2 separate regions of the Triticum aestivum genome follow, and region 2 is linked to region 1. The links are chromatin contacts, called in public Hi-C maps. All regions are on one chromosome and are shown on one strand. The core of a region is the stretch at or near the end of the contact, and the rest is flanking DNA. Distances in the headings are between cores, read along the strand shown. Region 1 holds the start of LOC123105431 (trihelix transcription factor ASR3). Region 2 holds the start of LOC123108058 (PRA1 family protein E).

Region 1 (3,158 bases), core at 450-2,949:
AAATTAGCAAGATTTAGACGTGAGTAGTGCCTGTTGTAATTCACATGAGTAGTGCTTCATGCTGAGAATTTATAAGAAAATGTCTGTAGGATGTTCAGAAGATTGAATTTTTCAGAAAAAAAATTCCTCAGCGTAAGCACACAATTCTTCATAACTGAGCATAAACACCTCTGCCTCTAGTTCTCCTGAGTAGTCAACCTGTCCATTTTTCCTCTCAAATGAGCCGGCTTAATGATATCTGGTCAACAAGTAATCAAGTGGATCTCGCAGATCCAAACGAGCTGCAAAATGAATGAAATTTCTTCTCAGTTATACTTACAGAGTAAACAAATGCAATCATAATTCAGTCCATATTCTGTCCAAATACACTAGTTTAATTGGGTAAACTAAAACCCTCATTATATTCCCAGAATAGCGGGGATAAACCCCGAAAGTACATCACGTTACAATAGATGGCACCAAGAAAATAAAAATATACAACCATGACACCAAGCATGTGTACACGTACATGAAGATAAATGACATGTACAAAACTTGAAGCTGCAGTCAAAACTACTAAAACTACTGAAAATACAGTCAAAACTACTAAAACTGTAGTCAAATGCAACTGCACTATTGAAACTGCAGTCAAAACTGTACTCAAAACTACTAAAACTACTCTGAATTCAGTCCAAATTCAGACTAGTTATACTGCAGTACTAAAATTACAGTAAAAGTTCTGTACAAATGCTGTCAAAATTCAGAGTATTTATACTGTATACTAAAACAACAGTCAAAATTCAGAGTTAACACTCTTCAGCAGTCAAATTCGGTCAAAAACGTCACGTTCTGTTTCTATAAAACAATCATCACTACAAGCACAATGCAAATTCATCTACTTTATTTCTGAAATTAACAGGCCAGTCATCTGCACGTTCTGTTTCTATAAGACAATCATCAGTACAAGCACAATGCAAATTCATCTACTTTATTTCTGAAATTAACAGGCCGGCCATCTGCAAATTAGCCCATTTTAATATCAAAACAACAGAGCTATCACGAACACATGATGCAATCAAGCCTCGTCCTTAACACGAACATTACTACGGTAAGCATACCTGAAGCCATCGCTTGATTCTGACAAAGATGGACTCGCGACGATTGAGGGCAGCGTAGCCCTAACCGCGGAATACGACAGACCGCGCGCTTCCTCTATCCCATGCTAAGGTGACGTCAAGTGAGAGAGACGGTGGCCGCCGCCGGCGACGACGGGGACGCAATTGCAGTAGGTGTGGATGGCGGCGCTGCGGCCTTTCCGGTTTCCTGTCTGCACTAGGAAGGCGAAACATGACGAAGACGAACGCCCACTTATTTCAGCGACCAGCTGCCATATAAGCACGCCACGTCAGTGACAAATCAGTGCCTAATCGCAAAATCAGATGCAAAACCACTCTTGATGTGACACTAAACCACTCAGGGGGAGATTAAACCGGTATTGACATTTTTGGGGTCTAAATCAGACCAAAATCGACTTTGGGGGGTTACGGAGACATTGGACAGGATTTGAGGGTGAAAACTATACTTCTTTCTTTATGAAAGGGCCGACACGGGCCGTGCCATGTCAGGCCCTTTTACAGCCGGTCCGGCCCACGTGACCCTTTTACACCACCCGCTTCATTCGCTCATTCGCTCAAAAGGAAAAAGAAAAAACACCACCCGCTTCAACGCCGTCAAATCGACTTCCGCCCACAATCCCTAAAAGAAACTTGCGCCCACCAAATCACGCGTTCCCCACTCCGTTCCCCTCATGTCCAGCGCCGGCGACCCCGCCGGTGCGGCGGCCGCGGCGGCGCCCAACCCGTCGGTGCGCGCCCCGAGGCTGCCCCGCTGGACGCGGCAGGAGATACTGGTGCTCATCGAGGGCAAGCGCATGGTTGAAGTCCGCGGCGGCGTGCGCGGCGGGAGGGGGCGCCTGGCGGCGGCGGCGGCGGCCGGGGCAACCGGGGAGGGGGCGGCGGCGGCGCTGGAGCCCAAGTGGGCCGCCGTCGCGGAGTACTGCCGGCGGCATGGCGTGGAGAGGGGGGCCGTGCAGTGCCGGAAGCGGTGGAGCAACCTCGCTGGGGACTGGAAGAAGATAAAGGAGTGGGAGCGGGCGGCCGCCGGCGCGCGGGAGCCCTCGTTCTGGGCCATGCGCAACGACGCGAGGCGGGAGCGCCGGCTCCCTGGCTTCTTCGACCGCGAGGTGTACGGCATACTCGAAGGTCGAGGTCGGGGGGTCGTCGCCGGCAGCAGCTCCGGTGGTGGTGCCGCCGTGGAGGAAGTAGGGGTGGTGCGCATGGAGGAGGATGATGATGAGGAGACGGGGGAGGAGGAAGAGGAGAGAGGGAAGGGGAAGGAGGTGGCAGTGGCAGTGGCAGTGGAGACCGTGTTTGACAGTGGCCGGCCCGCCGGGGAGGAGGTCCTCTTCTCGGAGGAGGAAGATGCTGAGACGCCAGAGGCGACGCCGGCACCACCGCCGGCGGTCATCGCCTTGCCGATTTCCGAGAATTCGGAGGCATCAAGGCAACAGAGCGCACAGCAAGGCACAACAAAAGACAGGCAAGGAGGGCATCAAGGCAGCACCAAGACAGGAGGCTCACCGACTCTGCAGCAGAGCGGGCAGAAGAGACAGCGAACCGGCAACGACAGTGAGCCCAGAGCAGAAGGCATAGCAGACAAGCTGCTGGAGATCCTAGAGCGGAACAGCCAGATCATGACGGCGCAGCTGGAGGCGCAGAACATGAACTCGGAGCGCGACCGCGAGGAGAGGAGAGAGCAGGCCAACAGCCTCGCCGTGGTGCTCGGCAGGCTCGCCGATGCTCTTGGCAGGATCGCCGATAAGCTCTAGCTACCTGGACTGGAGCCGCATGCCTGGACAGAAGAAGTTGGGTGTACAGATTGGTATAGGAGGATGATTCTCTCCTGGCATTTGATTCCTTTTTCTCTTTGTGATAAACTGGTTCCGGAATTCAGTCCGGAAGGGTGGGGGATTTATCATGTACTGTATGTAGGGTGATATAAGGTTATATATAATATATATATACTGTCATTCAGGTGATCTTATTCTGAACTAGAGAGATCTTGATTGTGTATGCGTCGTGTGCTGAAATGGAAATATTCCGTATGCATGTTTTGCTGGG
Region 2 (3,158 bases), core at 172-2,671, 280 kb before region 1:
TGGATATGAATATGATTGATTTGCATTGTTTGAAGCCAGATCATTCACCAATACATGAAGCTACAATTAATGCAGATTGAGAAAATGGACTCCAGGGCCGATTGTTTTGGTTTTGTTTGAATGTGGATGCATAAATCTTCACATCTTCATCTCGTTCGGTAGTTGGCGTGGTGGCGTAGGACCATGTAGGTAGGTGTCGTGTAGGTCGCCCCGATGCTTTCATGACATCACTACACCAAAATTTATAGAAGCACCGATTCTTCATTGCATCGCCACTCTGGAGCTGGATGAAGATTTTCACAATGAAGAAACGAAAACACTAGCAATCATTCGGCGGTTGCTAGGGCGCTTCGGCCTCGTCGTCCAAACGACGTGTGTCCTCGTGGGCCCATGGAGACGCCCCTCTCTCTCTCTCTCATCCAACCTTACCCCTCTCTTCCCTAGCCCATCTTATCTTCTCTCCTTATTCATCTCTCAATTCTTCCTCATGCCCTCTCTCAGTTCCCTCCATTGCAAAGTCAGATCATTTCCTTCTCCTATATTTTCGTTCCCATCCTCAACCATACCTCCTGCACGAGAAGCGTTGCTGCGAGAAAGGCCAACCGCCGCAACCGACCATCGATGTTGCAAAGCGGCGTCCGTGCTTCGATAACATCGGTGGTGCTCCTCTGACAAGCTTCTGCAACAAGGCTTATGTTTATGAAACATGCGTGTTGTTGCACTGGTTTGCAGCTGAGCTATGTTTCTTAAACATTTGGTGTTGTTACAATGATGTGCAAACAGGGACACGTGTTTAAAACCCATGTGATGTTGCAACGGTGGTCGCGGTTCATTTCCGCAACATGGGTATTGTTTTTAAAAAAACCCGGTTTAGAGAGATTGCAACAGGGCTCCTGTTGCAGAAGGCCGAGCTCAACATAGATCTTGTTTTAAAGGAAAAAATAAAGGTTCATGGAGAGATCGCAACAAGGCTCCTGTTGTAGAAGACGGAGCCCAACACAAATAACTTGTTATAAAGGTTGATACTCATGGCTATTCGGGGCGCCATACAACGCTGCCAAGACGGTCGGTCCTTTTAGATTATCACCCGGCCGATGCGTAGCGCTGCCCCCCAAACAATTAGCTATGAATAGGAGTTTTGTATTACTAAATCTAAAACATGAATGCTCGGCCAGAAAGTTGTGAACACACTGTACTCGTTCCACGCTAATACGCCGCAAATTAACACGTCTACTTAAATGCGATTAGGACATTCTGGCTTGTTGCATATGAGCCGTGACATGGACGTGTGTTTGTTTGTCGAAGGAGCCATTCCCAGCCGCTCGATCGGATCTGCCGACGTCCCAACCAGTCGCTCCGATACACCATTAATAAATTAGCCCGCGAATTGGCCAATTGGGTTCATAAAAATCCCCAAAAGCAAACTTTTCCCTTTGCCCTGCTCCTCCGTCCAGCCAGCCAGCCAGCCAGATCCACTCGACAAAAACCGATCGATCGATCGACCGAGGCCAGCCAGCAACAGCAATCAATCACGGCACGAGCACGATCCCCCGATCCATCCCCCCTCCCCGCCACCACCTAGGGTTCGTCCCTCCCTCCGCCATGTCCTCCTCCACGGCCTCCTGGTCGCGCTACGGCGCCGTCCCGGCCCCGCCCCCGCCGCCGCGGCCCGACGCGAACGGCGGCTTCGAGGCGGCGCCCTCCCCCTCCTCCTCCCCCGCCTCCCCGCCGGCGGCGACCGCGGCGGAGGCGGGGGTGGCCTTCTTCTCGCGCGCGGGGGCCAGCGCCGCGGCCGCCGCGGCCGTCGGCCGGCCGCGGGCCTGGCGGGAGGTGCTGGACCACACGGCCTTCTCGCGCCCGGAGACCTGCGGCGAGGCGCGCGCCCGGGCCCGCCGCAACCTCGCCTACTTCCGCGCCAACTACGCGCTCGCGGCGCTCGTCCTCGTCTTCCTCGGCCTCGTCTACCGCCCGCGCTCCATGCTCGCCTTCCTCGCCCTCTTCGTCGCCTGGCTCGCGCTCTACTTCGGCCGCGGCGGGGACGCGGGCCCGCTCGTCTGCCTCGGCCGCGACGTCGACGACCGCGTCGTGCTCGCCGTCCTCTCCGCCGCCACCGTGCTCGCCGTCGCGCTCACCCGCGCGGGGCTCAACCTGCTCGTCTCCCTCGTCCTCGCCTCCGCCCTCATCGGCGTGCACGCCGCCTTCCGCATGAACGTCTACCTCGACGAGAGGGACGCCTTCGACGGGGACGCCGCCGTCTCCTCATTCATGGGCAGCACCTACGGCTACAGCACGCTCCCGAGATGAGGCATTCGATTCGATCCAAGGGCGTTTCTTCCGATCCTCTGTTCTTCGAGGATGTAATGCTACGGAAATTTCAGTCTTCCTAGTCTGTATGAGGTGTATAGGATCTTGTTTGCTTTCCCTTTTGCGGGGAGTTTTGATTTGTTTGTAGTCAGTCCACTTGGTGTTCAAGTGAAATTCTTAAGCTGATTGTGATGATCTGAAGCTGTTTTTTCAAGGGAAATTTTGTAAGATGTTGCTCCAAGGTGTAAATCATCCCTACTACTGACTAGTGATGGAAATAAAGCTTGTGAAATTCAGTGTATCTTGCTATGTTCTTATGTACCATTTTGAATTAACTAACAGAGTAACAGGGCCAACACAGAAGATTGATTCTTGGAAAAGCTGATACATGAAAGAGATCAGCTGATAGGTAAGCTCCAGAGTTGGGTTCATATTGCTACTATGTTTTCTTCTCTTCACAACTTTGGAGAACAACAATTGTTTTCGATGATGCTAAATCCTCATTCATAAATTCTGATGTATGTCTACACTAACATAGTAACAGGTCAGCAAAGGAGATTCTTAAGGAAGTGGATACATGAAAGAGATCAAGTGACAAAGTGAGCTCAAGAGTTGGTATCATGTGACTAGTAAAAAAGGTAGAATGCTACCTGTATTTTCTTCTCTTCACAACTTTGGGAAACAACAATAGATTTTGATGGTGGTAATTCTTGTACTTGTAAAGAACAGAAAACTGCATTCATTTATTCAATCATATAAACCTCTTGGTATTGTTTTACAGTTGCTGTTTACTAGGATTATGCCCCCAATTCCAAGAGTATGTTCCCTCTGTTTACTAAAGATTATGCCCCCAC

Evidence for each region. A called contact is a pair of places that touch in the nucleus more often than the background predicts.
Region 2: a contact with region 1 is called in a Hi-C map of leaf, with 2.7 times the contacts expected there. The contact joins the promoter of LOC123108058 here to the promoter of LOC123105431 in region 1. A contact is called at or near these places in 3 of 5 Hi-C or Micro-C datasets (all in leaf).

What each region holds. Positions count from the first base shown.
Region 1 is chr5A:625,067,710-625,070,867 of IWGSC CS RefSeq v2.1, reverse strand. LOC123105431 (trihelix transcription factor ASR3) reads left to right here and starts at 1,699. Exons shown (of 1, transcript XM_044527491.1): 1 at 1,699-3,088. The coding sequence starts at 1,787. The coding sequence ends at 2,866.
Region 2 is chr5A:625,342,720-625,345,877 of IWGSC CS RefSeq v2.1, reverse strand. It overlaps LOC123108058 (PRA1 family protein E), which reads left to right and starts at 1,421. Exons shown (of 1, transcript XM_044529917.1): 1 at 1,421-2,605. The coding sequence starts at 1,603. The coding sequence ends at 2,304. It also overlaps the pseudogene LOC123108057.